Linked DNA regions of Xenopus laevis: region 2 is linked to region 1. A link is a contact called in public Hi-C data. All regions are on one chromosome and are shown on one strand. Each heading gives the region's core, a stretch centred on a gene start, on an enhancer-like site or on the middle of the called end of the contact. The rest is flanking DNA. Distances are from core to core; before and after follow the strand shown. Region 1 holds the start of gpr157.L (G protein-coupled receptor 157 L homeolog). Region 2 has its middle 9.7 kb from the start of h6pd.L.

The links. A called contact is a pair of places that touch in the nucleus more often than the background predicts.
Region 2: a Hi-C map of the XL177 cell line shows a contact between it and region 1, with 4 times the contacts expected there. The contact joins the enhancer-like site here to the promoter of gpr157.L in region 1. A contact is called at or near these places in 2 of 4 Hi-C or Micro-C datasets (the XL177 cell line and the XTC cell line).

The regions. Positions count from the first base shown.
Region 1 is chr7L:92,047,019-92,051,940 of Xenopus_laevis_v10.1, reverse strand. gpr157.L (G protein-coupled receptor 157 L homeolog) reads left to right here and starts at 1,675. Exons shown (of 5, transcript NM_001092098.1): 1 at 1,675-1,719.
Region 2 is chr7L:92,103,929-92,108,564 of Xenopus_laevis_v10.1, reverse strand. No RefSeq gene overlaps it. Among protein-coding and RNA genes, the nearest start is that of h6pd.L, 9.7 kb to the left of the region's middle. Within about 2 kb of position 3,229, at least 2 of the 7 cell types and tissues checked have an H3K27ac peak or open chromatin away from gene starts, as enhancers often do.

The DNA of each region.
Region 1 (4,922 bases), core at 426-2,925:
CATAATAGAGAAATATATTTGAGTTCAGACTAGAGTTAAGACTATGAGGGTAGACTGTCATGGTTTGGGTTATTTTTTCTGGACAAAAGGAGTTTGCTAGGTGTAATGTACAAGTACTTTATGGAACATTATAAACAGATATTGAGGATCTTTAGTCCCATAAGAAAAAGAACCAAAGGTGCCCTTTCAAATTCATAAATTAAACTTTACATTTGTAGGTCACTGGTGGGACCTTACCTTTACATGAATTTGGAGGCCTTATCTACATAAAGCTATTTATAAATCAGAGACTGTTCAAAATATCTATAAGGATGGCTTGTGGTCTAAATAACAAGCCATACAAGACAAGTAATGCTGAATTCACTGTGGGTGCCAGCCTATCAGCCACCTCAGTGAATTAAATCTCCTGTGCTTTCATCTTACCATTACTTCCCATGCATCCCTCACTAGACACCTATGCAGTATACTAAACAATTTTAGCTCTTTAGCTTTAGATGTTCCCTAGGGCCTGGGGAATTAATTTAGCTACTGAATTCACCTGACGGTCTGACCCCTATCTTTCCTTCTCCTTTAAATTACTTAGCAGAGATTTCTCTTCTGACACTTCTATGCTCAGTTCTATTACTCATTGTCAACTGAGTGATAAGGCAGAGAAACATCAGAAGAGGTGTAAACTCTGTGCAATTGTACATTTGTTTTGTGGTTCCCCTTTTTATATTTTAAAGGACAAGTAAAGGCTCTCTCCAGTCATCAAAACTCAACACCATGTCCTTTTCTATAAAAAAAAAAAAAAAAAAAAAAGGACTGGTGTACTTAGCTGGGGTGCACTATTATACAATATTTCATTTCCCAGCCATTCCTTGGGCTTTGGGTAGATGAATGCCCAATACAGAACTTTAAGTTTTATTTACATCCAAGGTTTTTTTTTTTGTTTTAGTTATGAGCATTGTGTTTAAACAATGGTGGGAGGATGCAGTATAGGCGGGGCCAGGGCATGATCTCTAGGTACATATCTGTGGGTGCCAGGCAGGGACTAGTAATCTGTGGATTCTGGCAAATGCCAGAGGGGCTGCTGTAAAATCCCATAGACTCTCACTATTTATTGGGCTGGTGGAAGCTGTTTGGGCCTCTGTGTACCTGAAATGCCAGAGCCTATTTTGACTCCCAGTCCAGACCCAGGGGTGCTGCCAGTTTTCTTTTTTCTGCTTCTCAGGCCACACCATAAAAAATCTTATTGCCCCATTCTGTTCTCTGCACTTGTTTTTCCCTTCTTTCCTTATTCCTGCCACATACCCGCCATATTTGACTCCCTTATTTTGTTCAGTTCAGGCGCCGCCGCGTCAATACGGCGCGCGCGTAATTGGATGGAAGTGCGTTACAAGCACAGCTCGACTCCCAAGCCGTATTTACTGCCTTTCCGTCCGCCTAACCCTACTGCTATTTGAGGAGATGATGCAGCAGCAAAAAGGGCAGCGGGAAAATGACATGAAAATAGGGAATAACATAAGGGGACCCTCTAATTCCGCCAATGCTCGGCTGCTGTGAACACAACATTCCGCAAGTCTGACCCTTACCCAATAGAGTAGCACAAATCTCAGCCGCTGATACGCTCATCCCGTCCCCTTCCGGCTGTCCCACGCTGAGGCTCCTCCCCCTACACTTCGGGTTGAGAGAGTGAGAATGCCGACGGAATAAAGTCCCCGCGACTGAGAGGCAGAGGTAAGTCGGTGTGTGGCTGCTGGTGGAGCGGGGTTATTACACGTTACACACGGTCTCCTCATAAGCAGTCTGTTCAGTACATACTCAGCCCCTAATGACCCTACGAGTGCTCGGCAGCTGCACTGATTTAGGGTCATGAATACCCGCCTGGAAGTGACCATTCTCTGAGCGTTGTTAGCTGCTTATACAAGAGCGATTTCACTGAAACGTGTTGTTTGTGTAGTTGCCATTGCCTGTGCCGAATAGTCTCTAATAAGGAAAACGTTGCCTAGTTTGCCTTGTTATTCCTTCAGCCTTGCTATTTACAGGGGTCCAGCTCTGCTCCTGGTGGTCAGGTAACCCAATGTCCAGCTGCTGCAAGCTTTTCCCATGGCGACTTCACTCAAGTGACGCAGCAAACCATTAAGAATATGGGACTCCTATTAATTGGGCTGGTGCCAGAAGGGCTTCTCTTGAGGGAGTAGAGTTAACTACACTAGCTGCTGGAGCTTTATACTTGTGATATAGTGTAGCTTTATACTTGTGATATAGTGTAGCTTTATACTTGTGATATAGTGTAGCTTTATACTTGTGATATAGTGTAGCTTTATACTTGTGATATAGTGTAGCTTTATACTTGTGATATAGTGTAGCTTTATACTTGTGATATAGTGTAGCTTTATACTTGTGATATAGTGTAGCTTTATACTTGTGATATAGTGTAGCTTTATACTTGTGATATAGTGTAGCTTTATACTTGTGATATAGTGTAGCTTTATACTTGTGATATAGTGTAGCTTTATACTTGTGATATAGTGTAGCTTTATACTTGTGATATAGTGTAGCTTTATACTTGTGATATAGTGTAGCTTTACTTTATACTTGTGATATAGTGTAGCTTTATACTTGTGATATAGTGTAGCTTTATACTTCTGATATAGTGTAGCTTTATACTTGTGATATAGTGTAGCTTTATACTTGTGGTATAGTGTAGTTTTATACTTGTGATATAGTGTAGCTTTATACTTGTGATATAGTGTAGCTTTATACTTGTGATATAGTGTAGCTTTATACTTGTGATATAGTGTAGCTTTATACTTGTGATATAGTGTAGCTTTATACTTGTGATATAGTGTAGCTTTATACTTGTGATATAGTGTAGCTTTATACTTGTGATATAGTGTAGCTTTATACTTGTGATATAGTGTAGCTTTATACTTGTGATATAGTGTAGCTTTATACTTGTGATATAGTGTAGCTTTATACTTGTGGTATAGTGTAGCTTTATACTTGTGATATAGTGTAGCTTTATACTTGTGGTATAGTGTAGCTTTATACTTGTGGTATAGTGTAGCTTTATACTTGTGGTATAGTGTAGCTTTATACTTGTGGTATAGTGTAGCTTTATACTTGTGATATAGTGTAGCTTTATACTTGTGATATAGTGTAGCTTTATACTTGTGGTATAGTGTAGTTTTATACTTGTGATATAGTGTAGCTTTATACTTGTGATATAGTGTAGCTTTATACTTGTGATATAGTGTAGCTTTATACTTGTGGTATAGTGTAGCTTTATACTTGTGGTATAGTGTAGCTTTATACTTGTGGTATAGTGTAGCTTTATACTTGTGGTATAGTGTAGCTTTATACTTGTGGTATAGTGTAGCTTTATACTTGTGATATAGTGTAGTTTTATACTTGTGGTATAGTGTAGTTTTATACTTGTGATATAGTGTAGCTTTATACTTGTGGTATAGTGTAGCTTTATACTTGTGATATAGTGTAGCTTTATACTTGTGGTATAGTGTAGTTTTATACTTGTGATATAGTGTAGCTTTATACTTGTGATATAGTGTAGCTTTATACTTGTGATATAGTGTAGCTTTATACTTGTGATATAGTGTAGCTTTATACTTGTGGTATAGTGTAGTTTTATACTTGTGGTATAGTGTAGCTTTATACTTGTGATATAGTGTAGCTTTATACTTGTGATATAGTGTAGCTTTATACTTGTGATATAGTGTAGCTTTATACTTGTGATATAGTGTAGCTTTATACTTGTGATATAGTGTAGCTTTATACTTGTGGTATAGTGTAGTTTTATACTTGTGGTATAGTGTAGCTTTATACTTGTGATATAGTGTAGCTTTATACTTGTGATATAGTGTAGCTTTATACTTGTGATATAGTGTAGCTTTATACTTGTGGTATAGTGTAGCTTTATACTTGTGATATAGTGTAGCTTTATACTTGTGATATAGTGTAGCTTTATACTTGTGATATAGTGTAGCTTTATACTTGTGATATAGTGTAGCTTTATACTTGTGATATAGTGTAGCTTTATACTTGTGGTATAGTGTAGCTTTATACTTGTGATATAGTGTAGTTTTATACTTGTGGTATAGTGTAGTTTTATACTTGTGATATAGTGTAGCTTTATACTTGTGATATAGTGTAGCTTTATACTTGTGGTATAGTGTAGCTTTATACTTGTGGTATAGTGTAGCTTTATACTTGTGGTATAGTGTAGCTTTATACTTGTGATATAGTGTAGCTTTATACTTGTGATATAGTGTAGCTTTATACTTGTGATATAGTGTAGCTTTATACTTGTGATATAGTGTAGCTTTATACTTGTGATATAGTGTAGCTTTATACTTGTGATATAGTGTAGCTTTATACTTGTGATATAGTGTAGCTTTATACTTGTGATATAGTGTAGCTTTATACTTGTGATATAGTGTAGCTTTATACTTGTGATATAGTGTAGCTTTATACTTGTGATATAGTGTAGCTTTATACTTGTGATATAGTGTAGCTTTATACTTGTGATATAGTGTAGCTTTATACTTGTGGTATAGTGTAGCTTTATACTTGTGATATAGTGTAGCTTTATACTTGTGGTATAGTGTAGCTTTATACTTGTGGTATAGTGTAGCTTTATACTTGTGGTATAGTGTAGCTTTATACTTGTGGTATAGTGTAGCTTTATACTTGTGATATAGTGTAGCTTTATACTTGTGATATAGTGTAGCTTTATACTTGTGGTATAGTGTAGCTTTATACTTGTGATATAGTGTAGCTTTATACTTGTGATATAGTGTAGCTTTATACTTGTGATATAGTGTAGCTTTATACTTGTGGTATAGTGTAGCTTTATACTTGTGGTATAGTGTAGCTTTATACTTGTGGTATAGTGTAGCTTTATACTTGTGGTATAGTGT
Region 2 (4,636 bases), core at 1,980-4,479, 55 kb before region 1:
ATTAAAATTATTTTTTAAAATTAGACAGCATTACATGATGTTAAAGATACATTTGTTATATTTATAGAACCTAGAAATTGTATCAAGAACTGGATGTTAAAGGGGCACTAAAGCTGGCCAAAGACTCAAAGATACAGTCATACGAAAATAAGGTTTGTAGATTTTTGGACTGTGTGTGGAGTTAGAATAATTGCCCCAAGATTTTTCATACCATGGTGATCGTCGGCTAACGATAATATTTATATTTGCCTGTATTGACTATTTGACGCTATCAATGGGTTACTGTCATTACTCATTTGTCAGACATAACTTTAGTATGATTGCTGGCTGTCAATTAATGGCCATAACATCGTCTGATTTGTTATTTTTTTATACCTATTTAATCTGAATGGTTAGTTGTATATTGTTATATTGAAACAAATGATGTTTTGTCATACAAAGAATAAAATCTGCATATTTATGGCCAACTTAAACCCTGCTGCACTGCTCAACCAATGTTACTTAGTTGTTGACTACAATTCCCAGCATACTTTAACATATTATCAAGGTTGAGGCATGCTGGGAGCCAGGCCTGAATTTGTGGAGAGGCCACCAAGGCCCGGGCCTAGGGCGGCAGGATTTTAGGGGGCGGCATTCTTCCCAACCACACCCACATTGGTTCAGAAACACTGGGGATGTGCAGAAGATACAATTATTTTGTAAATTTTCCGTGCCCAATCCACATTGCTCAGGTCCCGATTATGAAAGTTTGCATGAATAAAGGGGGGGCACGGGTGATGAACGGCAGTGGGCCTAGGGGTGCCGCTATGTAAATCTGGCCCTGCTGGGAGCTGAAGTCCAGCAACAGCAGGGTTTTATTCTTAAAGCAATATTGCTCAATACAACTTCCTTTGGCTCCAGGACTTATGGATGCATTAAAATGCAAAATAATACTCCAATGAGAATCCCAATGGATCTGTGTCAATCTGGCTTCATGGTTTTTTTTCCTCCACTTGGAGTTATAAGCCTTAAGCACAGTTTCCCAGCACTAAACAAGTCTGTCCCTTATCCCCATGTTTGATCCCAGTTTAGGGGGGGGGTTTAGTAATGTACATTATATTTATCTTGAAATCTCTGTTTGTGGCAAGGAACTAATTTTTACGGCAGTGGGTTCAGTTATCAACATGAATCATAAATATAAATGTCTGAGTATGTCTGAGTATGAGAAGCAAGGTAAATCTGAAGGTATGGGAGATATGCTTTATTTATCCTATTGTTAAGTATTAACCATTGGCATTAATATAGTACATTGTATTTTTTCCCTTAAAGAAATACAGAAAATTTTAATTTAATAATATTATGTTGTGGTATGGATGACAGGCTAGAAGATGAACAGGTTAAAAGTCTATCTTTACGATCTACATTTTGATTGCTAGGATCAGAGCTGGGCCAATATTTCGAAATGTAATGGTGATAAAGTAAAAAACAAATGCAATGAAAAGAAGTCAATGCCTACAAAATACAAAGATTTTGATTTTCTATCAAATATCTCCTTTAAACTAAGCTTCCTGTCGTTTTCCCTGTGTGGATTTATATTCCATAGGGAACCACGTTCATATAATCTTGGTCATTGCAGATGTTACTGCAGTAATACAAGCCATTGTAATTCATCTCTCCATTGCTGCATGGCCAGTGCAGTGTAAAAAGATCCATAAATGGCTGCAGCCAGTTACCCATCATGCAGGTCCCTCACCGCAGCCATAAAATGACCCTGTTAGACTCCTTTTATGTACAGTAAAAGACCAGCTGAGCATTTCTTTTATGAATATATATATATATATATATATATATATATATATATATATATATATATATATTCCTCTAGTTTATGACCTAGAAAAAAAGCATTTATTCAGATAGTGGGTTGAACTATTTATTAATATTTAACCCTTAAACTCTAAATTGGAAGGAAATAACACAAAAAACATACAATAAAAAAAACTAGAAACTGCAACTCTTTAGGACAAGGTTAGATCCACTCCATGCCGCAGCTCAATTGATTTGAATTGGGAGCGAAGATCAGCCTAAATATGCGAAAGGAGGCATCTTTGGGCTGACCTCTGCTCCACTGCGTGTGAGCATATGCAAGTGAAAGTGGTTCAGATAAATAGAGCAGGGGGGCAGCTTCGCAATACCATATCTCCCAACATTTTGAAAATAAAAAAAGAGGCAAAAAGTTGGTGCATCTAGTGCAGCAAATTTTTTTGACTACAACCATTTTTGTGGCCACACCCCTAATTAAAGTTTGAATATATTTCTGTGTTTTTTTTTCAGTTATTACAGTTTTGCTAATGAAGGTGAATTGCCCTTTAAGCTGTGAGTCTAACTTCTCCCAAGGGACCTGTTATCTTATATTGTTACAATTATCTTGAAATTGTTACAAAAGTATCTTATATGCAGCTGTGGCTGTTCTGGGCTCTCTGCCAAAAGCCAATTAAGTTAGAAACATTGTTTCTTTTTCTGGCTGTTCTGTGCAGGGAAAAACGTGACTTTCCTGTACAAACGAGGGACTGTCCCTCTGAAAACGGGACAGTTGGGAGATATGCAATAGCAGCTGTAGGCTGGTACCAGGTAGAGAATCGCCTTTATCCATGGGAATCGCCAAAGGTAAAAGACTTGCATCCTAAATCCGTACAGCACCACCTGCATTTTTGCGCAATTATGCAACAAAAGTGTTTTACCTTGGTTGATTCCCCACAGATCGTAGCATTTTCGACGTTTTCTTGTGATGGCTGACAAGGTGCAAAATACAAAAAAACAACCACACACAACATTTAATATACTACACAAGTAAATAGAGAGCTCTGGTGGGGAATTCCTCTCTGGTGAACTCTATTGTCACTCATTGATAAGGATCTATATATATAGATGTATATATATATATATATATATATATATATATATATATATATATATATATATATATATATATATATATATATATATATATATATATATATATATAGATGTATATTTATATATATAAGGATGTGTATATATATAATATATAACAAATAAGTGTATAATTCTGTTTGGGAATGCACACATGCTGCCATAACCAAACTGCACAGTTTCCTGATGCTCTACTATCTAACTTTGAACATGTTCTAACTTGCCCGCATAGAGGCTTCTGGAGGGCAGTGTGAATAGTCGCTGAGACTGTAGGTCTGTCTGGCCGAGGGGACGGAGCCAGCCACATCTCTGCATTGTTGCAGCAGCATCAGGGGACAAGTCTGTGTCTGCTGAGAAGGAAAGGACAGGCTTTTCCATGGCCGGCACGATTAGTCGCTTAGAGCCGATCGGAGCTGCAGCTGCAAAGAGACACGGATCAGGTAAATGAATTGCTACATATTATCTGTGGCTGCAGGCAGGCCACTTTTCCACTGTGCCTGTAGCAAAGCTGCTTATAAGTTCCTGCAGCTTCATAATACTGTAACAATGTTCTTTCTATTCTATATAGCACTGTGTATATATACACATTATATACAAAGATCTGAATGTCTGACACATTGGGAAGGTGGGAAATAACCTAAGAAGCTTACAATCAACAACAAAGTTTTCTTTGTTATGTTTTATTATAATATTTTTTAGCGAATACCCCATTAAATGCTCGCCAGCATTAAATCTCCTGTATCTATATTCTTGTTCTGGACCCATTGTTATTATTATTCCCATGCTTTTAAACATTTATAAATACACTTAATACAACTGCAGTGCTTTTATAAAATAACAAAAATAACAGGCTCTGTTTCCAATTAATACCTAGAGCTTTTTCCAGTAGCATTTCCATCTATTAATTATAGTGCCTTAAAGCACTTCTCATGTTATAGACTTGCTGTCTGGTTTTTTGCAAGGCAGAAATTGGATCCCAGGAAAACTATCCACAATATGGACAGGCAGTTTATCTGATTATCATTGCAGGTATGGCCCCCATTGGAGGCAGTTTCAGAAAATAGGATAGGTTGGTTGCCAACTGTCTCCTGTATATTTCATTTATTTATTAAAAAGGGATGCTTATACACAATTGCATGACCATGAAATAAATCAAATATGGCAGATGAGCCACATAATGTGGTGCATTGGTCCACTGTAAAGTGACCCAGGGAATGATTTGAATCCCATATATGGGGCAGCAGCAGAACCATAAGTGGTAGTGACTATTAAGTGGTCATGCAGTGGCTGATAATATAGTAGTCATGTCATGTATGGCTGACTGCATGCAAGTAAAGGTGTCCATACACAGAGAGATCCTCTTGTTTGGTGATGTTGCCAAACGAGCGGATCTCTCCCCAATGTGCCCACCTTGAGGTGGGAGATATTGGACTGATCTGATCATAGGCCCTAGCATCAATGAAAAGATGCCGTCCGCGATACCTCTGAATTTTTAGATCGACATCTGGGAGATCTTCAGACAGATATTGATCGGGGAAGCCCGTCGGAGGGCCCCATACACTGGCCAATAGGCTGCCGACTCGGTCTGTCGGCAGCTTTTATCGGCCTCTGTATGGCCACCTTATGTGTAATATAATAAAAAAATATATAGGGAATAATGTAAGGATGTTCTGCAAGGAGTTTCTATATTCTCCTTTCCCATGCT